Regions from separate parts of the Macaca mulatta genome. Here region 1 is linked to region 2. The links are chromatin contacts, called in public Hi-C maps. All regions are on one chromosome and are shown on one strand. The core of a region is the stretch at or near the end of the contact, and the rest is flanking DNA. Distances in the headings are between cores, read along the strand shown.

Region 1 (6,710 bases), core at 1,627-4,126, 210 kb before region 2:
TCACACCTGTAATCTCAGCACTTTGGGAAGCCGAGGCAAGCGGATCAGGAGGTCAGGAGTTCGAGACCAGCCTGGCCAATATGGGGAAACCCCGTCTCCACTAAAAATTAGCTGGGCGTGGTGGCGCACGCCTGTAGTCCCAGCTACTCGGGAGGCTTAGGTAGAAGAACCCCTTGAACCTGGGAGGCGGAGGTTGCAGTGTGCCGAGATGGCGCAACTGCACTCCAGCCAGGGCAACAGAGCGAAACTCCGTCTCAAAAAAACAAACAAACAAAAAAGAACAACAACACACACACACCTTGTCAAGCAGCAGTAACTAATCACTAACTAGCAATGACTGATAAAATGGGGTCCCGAGGCAGGAGGCCAGGATTAAAAGCAAAGAGAATTAGAATAAGACACACTAATTAAAATCATCTAAACTAAAGCAACATGGAACTTAGAAAATCTACAGGACAGGACTACATTATAAATTTAAAAATCTTTCAAAGACTAAAAAGCCCTGCTGAAAAAACCAATCACTAACAAATGTGAAACATACAAGAACCAAAAATTATTCAAAACAATTCCAGCATTTGATACTAACCCACAATTCTGAAAACGCAATTTCATGCTTCTCAAAACCTGCTATATGCTCTCTTCTATGATAGTACGAAATAACAAGTAATTCAAAAAGTACTTAAACCGACGTGACATTTTAGTAAAAGTATAATAGGTTTGAAAGAATAAAACAAGTAGAGATAGAGCAGAGTACAGGATAACTGAGAGCCAAAAGGCTGTTTCCTGGAGGGCAGCACTGGTCTTGGATTGGCAGAAGGGGATTTTTAAAATATATTCATGAGATGAATTATACCAAAAAAATGACTCATGCCTTTATTATTTGCACAAGCATATGTTTGAAAATGCACTTTTAACCTTTGGACAACCAAAGTGGTATCACATACCTTAAAGCATTGTTGTCTATATTAATTTTGGTGTTACAGTCTAAATCCTTAACGAAACTCACGCTATACATGTTCGTAATGAAACCCTGTAGAAATGGAAAGGCGTATATTCTTCAAGTAAAGGTTACCTGATTTTTCACTTGTTTAAAGTTTCAGTTTTGCTTTTCAATCTATTATCGAAAACACCCCTTGTGGAACATTGTAAAGGGCAGACCCTCCTGTCAAGCCAGAAGGCTCAAACACAAAGACATTGAGCTAACCAAGTGCTGTAATTCTTCCAAACTGAGCCTCTCCACACCCCCTCCACCCTTCCCCCCAACAGATATGTCTATTAAATCAGTGTCTGTTCTCCCCCTCGCACAACAAAGAGAACTTCTCACCGCATGAAATTGCCGCTGAATGGACACCAGAAAGCAGGATTTGCATAATTCCTTCCAACGAAACCCTGTCGGGAAGGAGGGGATGAGGGGCCCAAGCGAACGGATAGATTCTCCTACATTCTGCCGGGAAGACCTGGTTCCCAAGAATATTCCCCTGGGGGAGACAGGGCTGGAATTCTGGGCCTCCCCGAGGACTGGGCGTGGGGGACAGCGGACGAGAGGGCATCTCCCCACACACCAGCAGCACCGAAGCAAAGACGGGGAAGTAACAATGCTGGAGGACAGGAGAGTCAGACACAAGGATGAACTGGGGCTAGGGGGCGGCGGGCGGAGCGGAGACACCACACGGGCCACTTACTTTTTGGAGGGGGGTTAAATATATGAGTTAAGCCCTTATGGTCCCGCCGGCCGCCGCACAGAGGGAAACGGGACCTTGGGAGAGAAAAACAGACAAAACACACAGTGTGAGAGGCGCAGCTCGGCCGCCCGGCCCCTCCCGGGACGCCCCCGTCCGCGCTCCCTCCGGCCCGCAGGGAAAAAGCCACCCGAGGGCGGCCCAAGGTCCAGGAGGCGGGGGGCGGACGGGGCATTCGGGCGAGGCTGCGGCTCCGGCCAATCCCCCGGAGGGGACGAGAGCTACCCCCGCCGAGGCTCCTCGGTCGGACCCAGTCCCACCCCCTCCTCCCCGCGGCACGACACCGAACACAAATACGCACACACCGACCCGTGCGTCGAGGATTAACTCCCCGGCCGCCGCCGCCCGCTGAGGAAGTGCAGCCGCTGCCCCCCGCGGCCATGACACCCCACTTGGCTCGGTCAGGCGCACCCGGGGACTGTGACAGCTCCAGCTCCCTCCGCCCCCATCTCCACCTCACGCTTCGCACACGCCCGAGCGCCGGGCGCCCGCCTGCCGCCCGCCGCGCGTGCACGCAGGGCTGGGGGCGCGCCCCGCGCGTGGGGGAGGGGTGGCGCGGGAGGAGGACGGCTGCGGCCGGAGCGCGGGTGGGGGCCGAGCACGGCCGCGCCCCTCCCGCCACCCCCACTACAGCGGCAGGGCCGCGGGGCGAGTCGCCACAATAAGACGGCGGCGGCGGCGGGCGCCGGGCCCGGAGCGGTAGCAAGAGCGGGAGCAGGGGCGGGAGCGGGGACGGAGGGGAGCCAGCGGGCGGGGATGGAGAGCGGGAGGGGGAGGAACACGCGCTGCCGCCGAGAGCCCGCCCCGGGGAGGCGCGCGGAGAGGAGGGGCCGGCGCGCGCTCGGCCGAACGGGGTAGCCTGCCTGGAGGTCGCGCGCGCTCGCACTCCGGGGGGTGGGGGAGGGGGGGACGCTCGAGCCAAAGAGGGCGGGCGGGCCGGAGCAGCAATTGCCACTTCCCCAGCTCCCTCCCTGGTCCGGGGCGGCCGGCGGCGGAGCGGCCGGAGGGGCGGCGGCGGTCGGCGGAGGGTCTCACCTACACAGTGAATGAGCTTGTGGCGCCACGAATCCAGTTCTTGCCGAAAGCCGCGTTTCTCAACGGAGCATTGCTGCCGCCTACACACCCTCGCCATCTTCTGCCGCCCGCCCGGCCCAGCCTCCGCCGCGGCCCCGCGCACGCCCAGCCGCGTCGCCCGGGGCCGCGCACGCACCCGCGGCCCGGGCGTCGCGCCTCCCGCCGGGGGCGGTGCGGGGGCAGGGCCGGCCTCACCTCACCGTGGCCCCGGCGTGGCCCGGGGGCGGCCTGGGCTCTCTCGCCCGCGCGCCGCCCGCCGCCCGCCGGGCTGCGATCCCGCCGTCCTTCTCCGCGGCTGCCGCCGCCTCTGGCCGCCCGGAACGGCGCCTTCCCACAGCCGGAGCTCAGCCCCGCCGGCCCCGCGCCGCCCTCGCACTGTCCCCCAAGGCCACGGCTGCCCCCGCCCTCCCCTGGGCTTTTTGTTTTTTACACCAGCCCCATTTATCACTTCCAATCTGCCTATCGCCCGGCACCAACTGTTGCAAGTTCCGTAATAACTGCTGCTATGAACTTCTCGGTCGAAACTGCTCCTCCCCAGAGCCTGTTTAAGAAGCAGAAATAAGAATAAATGCCCGGATGCCCGTGGATGCACTGAACTCTTAAGATTTTCAAAGGTGAAATGGAAACACGTTATTAAGTCATTGGGAGACTTAGCTAACATTGGGAAACCTAGTAAAAAGTGGAAATCAAGCGTTTTAAATTAAAAAAAAAAGTTTCTACTAGCAAGACTGATCATAGGCGAACTGTTCAGGGAATTTCGGAACATTGTGCTAAAGTGAGAATATTTAATATTTCCAAAAATAGACTTAACTAGGAATACTTAAAGCAGAGTATTGGAATTGCTTTAATTTGAGATTTCAGGAAAGGGCTTGAAGACAAATATTTTCGATGAGCAACCCTCTTGAAATAATTGAATCAGGCTACACAGAGCACTACCTGTTTCATTTAAACATAATGCTGGTCTTAATTTTGTGACTGTTACTTTGAAGAGACAGGGAAGATGGGGAACGAAAGGAGAAAGGGCAAAGAAATGAGGTGGAAAGAAAAAAGCAGAAGAGATCGCCCTATACCAGTAGGCCTAGTACCCTAGGATTTTGGCCTCTTTCTACCACCTTTGGTGTTTAAGATTAAAGACAGTGCATTACTGCTTTTAGAAATTTAAATTTAAGTTTGAAGACTTAATTTTAATTACTGTAGTAGGTAAAGCAAAGTCGTTAAATACTTGACATCAGGGATCCCATTGGTGTATTGATTTAGGTGTTTTCAAAGGTGGTTCTCCGCACCAGCCACTGGCGGAATGGCGTATCTACCAATAAACGGATGGACTGGGTGGGCCTCGGGTACGGGTGGCTTGAGATGCAAATGCGAGGGTAGGAAGGCACCTTCCCCTCCCCCTACTCCCACCCCACCCCGCCAATCTTAAAACATTGAGCTTTCTAAAATTCTCAAACGTCCACAGTATTTCGTTGGCTTAAGAGTACTGTCAAATGAAGACGCCAGAAGTATTGAGTTTCTGGGTACATAATACTGTTCTGAGTGTTGAGGGAAGAGAACTAATACGAGATTTTTAAAAATGGCTATGGACAACCATCCTTCAGGTGTGATGGCAGGACATGTTGTATCACCTGAAACTTCCTGTCTTCGCCGCTAGGTGGTGGGTTTGAGTCTTTTGCAGCCTTTAACCAAGTTTCTAAGGTGTTTGGAGGAGGTACGTTTCAGTTTCAAATAAATGAACAACGTGTAACTCTAAGATGAGCAAAAATGTATTTTCCAACCACTCCCACGTTAATTTGTTTAAAAAACAATCAAGCCAAGGGTAATAATTCCTCGACATAATCTCTTAGTTTCAGACGTATGGATTCAGACAATCCTAGAGGCTTCAGAGATCAATTCTGTACCTTAAGATATGAAATTGGAAGCCCAGACAAGTAAGGTGACTTGACCAAGATTACATGGTTGCTGGGTAGAGAAAGGGCAACAAAAGCCAGGAGACAAGATTCCCAATTTCCAATTTAATGCTAGTTCCACTACTCTACTTTGAAAAGTTCCAGTTTCTGCCTCACTTATTTTGAGTTGGGAACTAACTCATGATTGACCTGTCACAAAGACCTGTTTGGAAGAAAGGATAGGGAGGCAATAGTAACAGCTAATATTCATTGACCACCTACTATATGTTTATCATTGCAGCATTGTTTCATTCCATCCAAATAATAATGCTATGAGTAGATATTTACCACATTTTCCAAGTTAGGGACACAAGACTCAGATGAGTTAAATACGTTTGTCAAGATCACATAGCTACCAAATTCTAACTAAGATCTCTGTGACTCGACAACAACCCCTCTAAATTGTGTTAGAAGTAGAAAATTGGCTTGGCGTGGTGGCTCCTGCCTGTAATCTCAGCACTCTGGGAGGCTGAGGTGGGCAGATCACCTGAGGTCAGGAGTTCAAGACCAGCCTTGCCAACATGGTGAAACCCCATCTCTACTAAAAATACAAAAATTAGCCAGGCGTGGTGAAGGGCACCTGTAATCCCAGCTACTCAAGAGGCTGAGGCAGGAGAATCCTTCGAACCCGGGAAGCGGAGATTGCAGTGAGCCGAGATCGCACCACTGCACTCCAACCTGGGCGACAGAGTTGAGACTCCATCTTGATGAATAAATAATTAAGTAAATAAACAAATAAATAGTCTTATAAGTAGAAAATAGACTCTGCAACTGGGGGATTCATTTAATTCTACATGACATGTTCCGTGCACAGTTAAGCAGTTGGACAAACACTCTTGAGTTCCTATCACATGGCAGGCGGTGTCCTAGGCACCGAGGACACACAGATAGCTAAGACACAATTTCTGAACTCTGTTGCTTTGGGCTACTGTGAAAGAGGGCCTTAGCTGTAAACTCTTTTACATTCTAGGGAGGGGCAGGCAATATAACATGGCAGTTAATAGGATCTGAAGACAGCTGGGTTGGAATTCTGGCTCCATTTCTCAGTGGCTGTGTGACTTTGACAAATTAACTTTTCTGGTCATTAATTTCCTCATGTGAAAAAGAGGAGAATAATAGTCTACAAGACGGGGTTTACGTGAAAATGAAATGAAGCTATTCACGTACAGCGCTAGCACATTGTTAGCATGAAATGAGCATCTGTTCTCTGATTAGGCCTTCCTAAGCTCCTATCTCCTGGCCCAGTCTGCAGAATGATGGGAAACCAAGATGCTTCTGCAGTTTGGAGTCAATCTGTGAGAGTATGAAGGAATGACAGCAATGACCTCAGCCTTTGAAAACAACCTTCTCCAAGTCATATTTTATAGTTCTCACAATAGCAGAAAAGGAGTGTCAGAGAAGGGGAGTAGGACTTGGCTTATCAGCATTAGATCAACTACTACCCGGTGTCTTATTAAAGGTGGCATGCAACATAGAAATGATCTTTGACAAATGGGAGGATGAAATGATTGGGGCCTTCTAAAAAAAGTACGTCCTAATGGGAGGCTTTTTTAAAAAAAAAAGTCAACTTCAAATAAATTCCAATAAGCAACAGATGCTTTTTGAAGCATGTTTCAAAGATTATGTTATTTATTCTTCGAAACAACCCAGTCAAGTATCCCCATTTTATAACAGAGCACAGAGAGGTTAAGTAACTTGTCCAAAGTCACACAGGTTACAGATCTGGATTCAAACCCAGGCAGTCTGGCTACCTGGGTTCCAATCCAGATCTATAACCTGTGTGACTTTGGGCGAGTTACTTAAAGCCAGCTCTATAACCATCACACTATTTTTTGCCTCCTGTGCTATTTCGGGGAAATGAGACCTAGCAGCAGAGACGAGACCTAGCCAGACAGAAGGGAAGTCACGTCACTTGGTCACAAGGCTTTTGGTCTTTTTGAGAAACTACTCA
Region 2 (7,472 bases), core at 1,820-4,319:
ATCCATATACCCAATAAGCATTTCTGGAGCATCTAGCACATTTCAGTTACTGATCTCTTCTGGTTGTTGGAGATACAGGCAGGGAAGTGGGTAGGACCAATCCTTTCCATTGTGGAATAGGGACTCACTCACAAAAGAACACTTGGAGAACCACCAGTACCCACTTGAATCTGGAGACTGCATCATCCTTTCTGCCCTGTGTCTTTGCTATGAAACTACTGGACAGTTAAAGAAAGCCCTACTTTATTGGCAGTTTAGGGTTGACAGAGCCTTACACTTGTCCCCCTGGATATTCTAACACATGCCATGCTCCCACCACAGCACTGGAAACCTTCAGGGAATGCCAAAGGTGTCTCTCCCATTATTCCTGGTCTGCTGGGCCCCTCACAGCAGGATCGGTGAGGTTTACCAGGGCTTCCCAAGGCAGCAGTGTGCTGTGGAGCTAGCCTGGTTTGTAGCCAACTGGCAACTTGTAAAGTCACCCGGGCCAGGGGGCTTCTGGGTGCCGTGGAGCTGGAAGGAGGCCACCAGTGGGGGAGGCAGGCTGTCACATTTGGCTGCTTTTTGCATAGGAAAAGGAAACTCACCGCATTTTTCTTTTTCCTTCCTTCCTTGCTGCCTGCCTTCCTTCTTTTTTTTTTTTTTTTTGAGACAAGTTCTGGCTCTATTGCTCAGGCTAGAGTGCAGTGGCACAATCCCAGCAATCCCAGCTCCCTGTAACCACTGCCTCCCGGCTCAAGCCGTCCTCCCACCTAAGCCTCCCGAGTTACTGGGACTACAGGCATGAACCACCATGCCCAGTTAATTTTTTGTATTTTTCATATAGATGGGATTTTGTGATGTTGCCCAGGCTGGTCTTGAACTTGTCAGCTCAAGCAATCCGTCTGCCTTGGCTTCCCAAACCAAAGTGTTCCAAGTTATTCCAAGTGCTGCCAGGTGTTCCAAGTTATTACTCTGCTGGGATTACAGGCGTGAGCCACCGTGGCTGGCCCACATTTTTCATTTCCCCGATTATATGAACTCTGAATTTTCTGACTCTAGACATGGTTTGGTTTGTGTTTCTGTCCCTGTGGCTGTCAAGTTTAACCTTGAGAATGATCGCTTACCTCCTGGCTCAGAAGCAGCAGCAACTTGGACTTGGGGAGGAATAATTCATTTTCCTAAGGGTGGCTCAGTAGGTGACAAGGTAGCTTAATTCATAAAGAAGTAGGATAAAGGACAAACTGCTAAATCTAAAATGCGTATTTGCAGCACCCCCCAGCAGAGTAATAACTTGGAACACCTGGCAGCCCTTTCAAAGTCCACGGACTGCCTGTGTCTCCGTGATCTCACCTGACCACCCTAGGGTTTAGTGCATAGGATGATCTCTGTTTCACAGGAAAGAAAACTAAGGCTCCAAGATTTAGTAACTTACCTAAGTCCCATCAAGGGAGGACTGGATCAGGAATCTGTGTCTTCGAATTCCCAGGAGGCAAATCTGTCTGCTGTCCCACTGGAATATAGGGCTCTCCTGGCCTGCCTTTCTAGGGTCTGCATTTGTCAGCCCTGAGATAGACACTTATACAGGGGCTATTTCTAAATGTCTAGATTGCCACATTTATCAGTGCCCCACCATTGACTGTGGTAACCCTAGAGGCTGAAAATAACCATATTAAGGAAATTAGGCTGTGTTCATTCACTCAGTCGCTTACTCATTGATTCGCTCACAGTACAAACATTATAGGGTGGCAGGCTTTAGGCCGGTTTCAGACCACTGCTTTGGAGATCACCTAACTGTTGTTGGGACAAATCTTTCTGACTTGAGTTTGGGAAAGGGGTGGTAATGAGGTTGCTTCTCCAAAGAGAATCCAAGGCAACCACCTGAGTTGGAAGGTTATAGGGGAAGCTCCCAGTGTTAACTGAAATGGGGTTGGAGAGAGGTGTTGGGTTCTGACCATGAGATCGTACAATTCTGCTCCAATCTCTCCTTCCCCTGAACTTGCTTGCGTGGGTGTACACACACACACACACACACACACACACGCACACACGTCACACTCACAACTCTTTAGTTTAGATATGCTGCCACCAGGTGGTAACTATGTGTCTTTGTTATCAAACCTTCAACTTTGCTCCCAATTCTCTTGAGAATTTTTTGATCAAGGCCCCACAGATCAGTCGGGCATGGTGGCTCATACCTGTAATCCCAGCATTTTGGGAGGCTGAGGCGGGAGGATTGCTTGAACCCAGGAATTTGAGACCAGCCTGGGCAGCATAGTAAGACCTCGTTTCTGCAAAAAAATTTTTAAAAATTAGCTGGGCATGGTGGCACATGCCTGTGGTCCCAGCTACTCAGGAGGCTCTGGTGGGAGAATTGCTTGAGCCTGGGCATTCAAGGCTGCAGTGAGCCATGACTGCGCCACTGCATTCCAGCCTGCTAACAAAATGGGACCCTGTCTCAAAAAAAAAAAAAAAAAAAAAAAAAGACCCCACATATTTAAAGCATCAACTTCCACACCTTATTATGTAAGAGATAAAATGTCTTTATTGAGGACAAGCTTATGCAAACATTAAATAAAACTCCAGGCAAATGTCCGTGGGTGCTTTCACTATCTCCTCATCTTTTTCTGTCTTAGTTCTTTGTCCCCTGCCCTTACCTTGGAGAATGATATGTTAACTCCTGGTGGTCCCTGGACCTAGGTGATTAATTTTGTGTTGAAAGCTTGCCCAGTGACTGGTCACCTCTCTGAGGCTCTGGGTAGAATGGCCTTGGGAGCCAGTTCTGGGAGGCCCTTGTCCAGTCTGTTTCCAAGGTAATCTGCTTTGTGGGTTGTAGCTTTGCTTCAATACCTGAGAGCCTCATTTTTCTTCCACAAAGCGAAAGGAACGAAAGGAGAAAGGTGTTATCATCTTGCCGTTAGAAACTGCAGACTCACTAATCAATCCCAGAGGACTGTTCTGCTCCATGTTACCCCTGCACTGAACTTTTCTTCTGAACCCCTGATCCCTACCTCATTGTTCTGTAGCTCAAGTGTTTATGTAGTGGAGAGCTGACTTAGCTCTAGCTAACTTGCCAGCTTCCCTTAGCAACCTCCTTGGTAACTGGCATCTTTGTAACAGATCATTTCCTGCAGTGTTTTCTTTACCTGATCTCTCTGATTACAGCCCCTCTCTGCAAGCTGGGTTCTGTCTGAGCTGGGGGCACACTTGGGGACTGTAAAGAACCTCACAGCCCAGCCCTGTAGGTCTGAAACCAACTGAAGGATGATTTGTATGCAAAATGACTACATTACTGGTTTGCTTATGAGACATACTGTCTTTCCTATCTGCATCCTTTTCTCTCAGGAGCCTCCCTCCCTGTGACTGCTGAGGCTCTGTCATCCTCCTGGCATCCCTTTTGGGAGGATTCTGGCGAGTAGAGCCAAGAGATGCCTCAAGACCCGTGGGCCTGGGTGCACAGCATGAATTCTCACCTGCAAGGACAGAATCCACTGGGGAGCAGGGAGATGAGCTCAGTGTACCTCCTGACTTCTTGTTGCTTTTTGCTCCTCCATAAATACACGAACTATGTTGGGGACATAGGGACTTAGTGAAAGCATGCTGGATTGAATGTTTTAAAAAGATAAAATCCCCATCGCCAGCAGCAACCTTGCTCCCCTCTGAACCTGCACAGCTTTCAGGTCATGCTTTCCTTGGGACACTGCACACACATCCCCTGGGGCTCTAGTTATATACAGGCTTCTCTGGTCACCCTCTCCTGGCCTCGATAGGAAGCATGTCTTACAGCTTTGTATCATCCACAATGCCCATCCCAGTGCTGTACACAATAGGTGTTCAACGATTTCTTGAATTTGAGCTACCAGAAAATAAGATGTAATTCTCGACTTTGTGGGTGGAATAGTGTGTCGGTATTCCAGTGCAAAGACCTCACCCGCCTCATAGGTGGTACTGAGACATCTGTTAGGTGTCCCCGAGTGTGGGACATCTCAGGGTGGCAGTAACTCCATTGGTCACTACAAGCTGCCTTTTCTTTCATGTTCCCATACACTTGATTCTTCCTTCTGCCTAAATTGCCTTTCTCTTTTCTCAGCTTGGGAAATGCCCAGATTCCTTCACAAAGCCCAGATGCCTTCATATTCATGTGTTCGTTTGTTTTTCCTTTATTAGTTTGTTCATTCATCCATTCAACAAATATTTATGAAACCTCTCGTGTTTAAATCACGCTGTGCTAGGTGATGATGAGTCATTAAACAAGCTGGCATGAAACTTGCCTTTCAAAGCTTACATTCTAGTGAGAGAGCTGGATGTTAAACAAAAACACCACATAACTGAATATATAACCACAAACTGTGACAGTGCTATGGAGGAAAAGAACACTGCTTTGAGAATGTAGGTGGGGCTGTGTTCAGGTGGGCTACCACATGGGACTCACTGCACAGCACCACAAATGCATCCCATAGACTCACTCCTGCATGACAGAGGGTCTTTGTGCTTGCCGGGGGTACTGTATTGAGGCATTTGTCTGCATAAGAAAACCACAGAACTTGTTTGCAGCTTCTCCTAAACTATTTATCCTCAGTCCTTTCTTCATTGCCAATGTCAACCATCACTCATTAGCCCTGTAACTTTACACTGCTATTCTCGTGTGTGTGTGTGTGTGTTTGTGTGTGTGTGTGTCTTAGTCTGTTTTCTGTTGCTATAACAGAACACCATGAACTGGGTAATTTGTAAAGAAAATAAGTTTATTTAGCTCACGATTCTGGAGGCTGGAAAGTCCAAGAGCATGGTTCTGGCATCTTGTGCGTCATAACATTGTGGAAAGTATTCACATGGCAAAAGGACAAGAGTAGGAGAGCCAGAGGGGTCTTGCTTTCATAACAAAGCTACTCCTGTGATAATAAACCCACTCTCACGATAGCAACATTAATCCATTCATGAGGATGGAGGGATTAAGTTTGCAACACATGAAATTTTGGGGCACACATTCAAATCAGCACTCTGCTCCTAGCCTCCAAAATTCATGTCCTTCTCACATACAAAATACATTCATTCGTTTCCAATTGCCCCAAAAGTCTTAACTTGTTCCAGCATCAACTCAGAAGTCCAAAGTACGTAGCCCAAAGGCCTCAGAACCAGGAAGCTGATTGTGTAACTCTCAGTCTCAGCTCAAAAGCCTGAGAACCCAAGGGGAGAGCAGCTAGTGTATGTCCTATAGTCCAAAGGGTGGAGAGCCTGGAGTTCTGATGTCCAACCCAGAGAAGAAGAGTGTATGGCAGTGTATGCCAGCCCCTGGGGAGACACCAGTTCACCTTTTGTTTGTTTTTGCTCCATTAGGGCCCTGAGCTGATGAGATGATGCCTGCCTACATTGAGGGTGGATCTTTTCTACTCACATGCTTCTCTTCTGGAAACACCCTCACTCTAGGTATTCCCTAATACAGTCAAGTTGACACCTAAAATTGACCATCACAGGCCAGGCATGGTGGCTCATGCCTGTAATCTCAGCACTTGGGGAGGCCAAAGTGGGCAGATAGCTTGAGTATAGGAGTTCAAGATCAGCCTGGGCAATATGGCGAAAACCCATTTAAAAAAAAATTTTTTTTTTAAATTAGCCAGACATGGTGGTGCGTGCCTGTAGTTAGGAGGCTCAGGTGGGAGGATCACCTGGGAAATTGAGGCTGCAGTGGGCCATGATTGTGCCCCTGCACTCTAGCCTGGGTGACAGAGTGGGACCTTGTCTCAAAAAATAAAATAAATTAACTATCACAGAGAGAGAGTGTGTGTGTGATTGCATATCTCTCCCATCTCTCCCTCTCCCTCTTTCTGCCATCCCATTACTTCTTTAGCGTACAGAAAAGCTGGACTTTTTCATTGGCATGGTCAGTCAAACCATTCTACCTGGGGGCAAACTGACCCATTAGGTTCCAGGTTATCTTCAAATGTTTGACTATAATGCTCCTTGCTCTAAGACTCTCTTTTTAGCCACAAAAGATTCTTGCTGGGGAAAAAAAATTCTTTTGGCCTCCTTTCAGGGTTTGAAAGCCTTCTAGAAGAATAGTCTTTCAGTAGCTGACATTTCACTGTATTATATACTCACTTGGCTTTCTGTTAAATTAACAGCATATAATCTGGATGGAGTTTCCACTGCAGCTAAGTGGTCTGTGTCCCACGAAGAGTATCATATGGGTGTCTTTGAGAATTCACTATTGCCCTTGATTTATTCTTTAATTAAGTGCCTGCTTGGGTGTTCTCTCATCTGTTCAAGCTTCTTGCATTCCAGGAGTGGGTTCTTTCTGACTGACTCCTTAAATACAGTGCAGTGTGACTCTATAGCTGGCTTTTCCAGTAGGAGGCTGTGGCCCCAGAGTCTCCTTGCCATTGTTGTTGTTTTTCTTTGCTGAAATAAAAGAACTTTGCACTTTTTCCTCAGACCAGTAGGTTTCAGTGCATTTTGGTTTATTTTTAATTTGCAAGTCATGAAGTATAAGTGCTTAGGATCTGAAGTACAAACCCTGAACATCCAGGAATGCAGGGATTTGTTCTGATTTCCCTCCCAAAATGCTCTTTGTCTAGAAACAGACTCCCTTCACTTACATAATATTCTGTGTAGTTCACTGTATGTCCAGGTTGTGTGTATATGTGGAGTTGTCATATTTAGAGCCTGAGAGGGTTTTATCACTCATTAACCCCAGACAACCAGGTACCTTTTTAAAAATGTGGTATTACAAAGGTAATATCTGCTACTGTCAGGACTTAGTGCCTAATTAGGTGTGGAAAAGAGCATTTTAAAAAGAATTTCACATGCCAATGCCAGTTGGCCAGTATTTTTTTCTTTTATAATTTATTTTATTTTTTTAAATTTTATGGAGTCTTGCTCTGTCACCCAGACTGGAGTGCAGTGGTGCAATCTTGGCTCACTGCAACCTCCGCCTCCTGGGTTCAAGCAGTTTTCCTGCCTCAGCCTCTCGATAGCTGAGATTACAGGTGCACACCACCATGCCTGGCTAACTTTTTTTTGTGTGTGTATTTTTAGTAGAGATGGGGTTTTACCATGTTGGCCAGGTTGGTCTCAAACTGCTGACCTTATGATCCACCCCCATCGGCCTCCCAAAGTGCTGGGATTACAGGTATGAGCCACTGTGCCCAGCCTAGTTTTTTTTTTTTCTTTTTCTTTTTCCTTTTATTTTTTGAGATGGAGTCTCGCTCTGTTGCCCAGGCTGGAGTGTTGTGGTACAGTCTCGGCTCACTGCAACCTCCATCTTCTGGGTTCAAGCAATTCTCCTGCCTCAGCCTCCCAAGTAGCTGGGATCACAAGTACCCGCCACCACACCCCCTAATTTTTGTATTTTTAGTAGAGACAGGGTTTTGCCATGTTGGCCAGGCTAGTCTTGAACTCCTGACCTCAGGTGATCCTCCCGTCTAGGCCTCCCAAAATGCTGGGATTACAGGCATGAGCTACCACACCTTTAATAAATACTGGCCCCAGTTGGCCAA

What was found. A called contact is a pair of places that touch in the nucleus more often than the background predicts.
Region 1: a contact with region 2 is called in a Hi-C map of cortical neurons, with 3 times the contacts expected there. The contact joins the promoter of LCOR here to the enhancer-like site in region 2. A contact is called at or near these places in 4 of 14 Hi-C or Micro-C datasets (blood, cortical neurons, fetal cortical plate and 1 more).

What each region holds. Positions count from the first base shown.
Region 1 is chr9:108,865,588-108,872,297 of T2T-MMU8v2.0, reverse strand. It overlaps LCOR (ligand dependent nuclear receptor corepressor), which reads right to left and starts at 2,876. Exons shown (of 6, transcript XM_077946998.1): 1 at 2,779-2,876. MIR607 (microRNA mir-607) reads right to left here and starts at 6,553; the gene lies at 6,459-6,553.
Region 2 is chr9:108,652,753-108,660,224 of T2T-MMU8v2.0, reverse strand. The region is part of intron 8 of PIK3AP1 (phosphoinositide-3-kinase adaptor protein 1); the gene reads left to right. Among named protein-coding and RNA genes, the nearest start is that of TM9SF3, 53 kb to the right of the region's middle. Within about 2 kb of position 3,069, at least 6 of the 40 cell types and tissues checked have an H3K27ac peak or open chromatin away from gene starts, as enhancers often do. A contact at or near this core is called in cortical neurons, where this site is marked.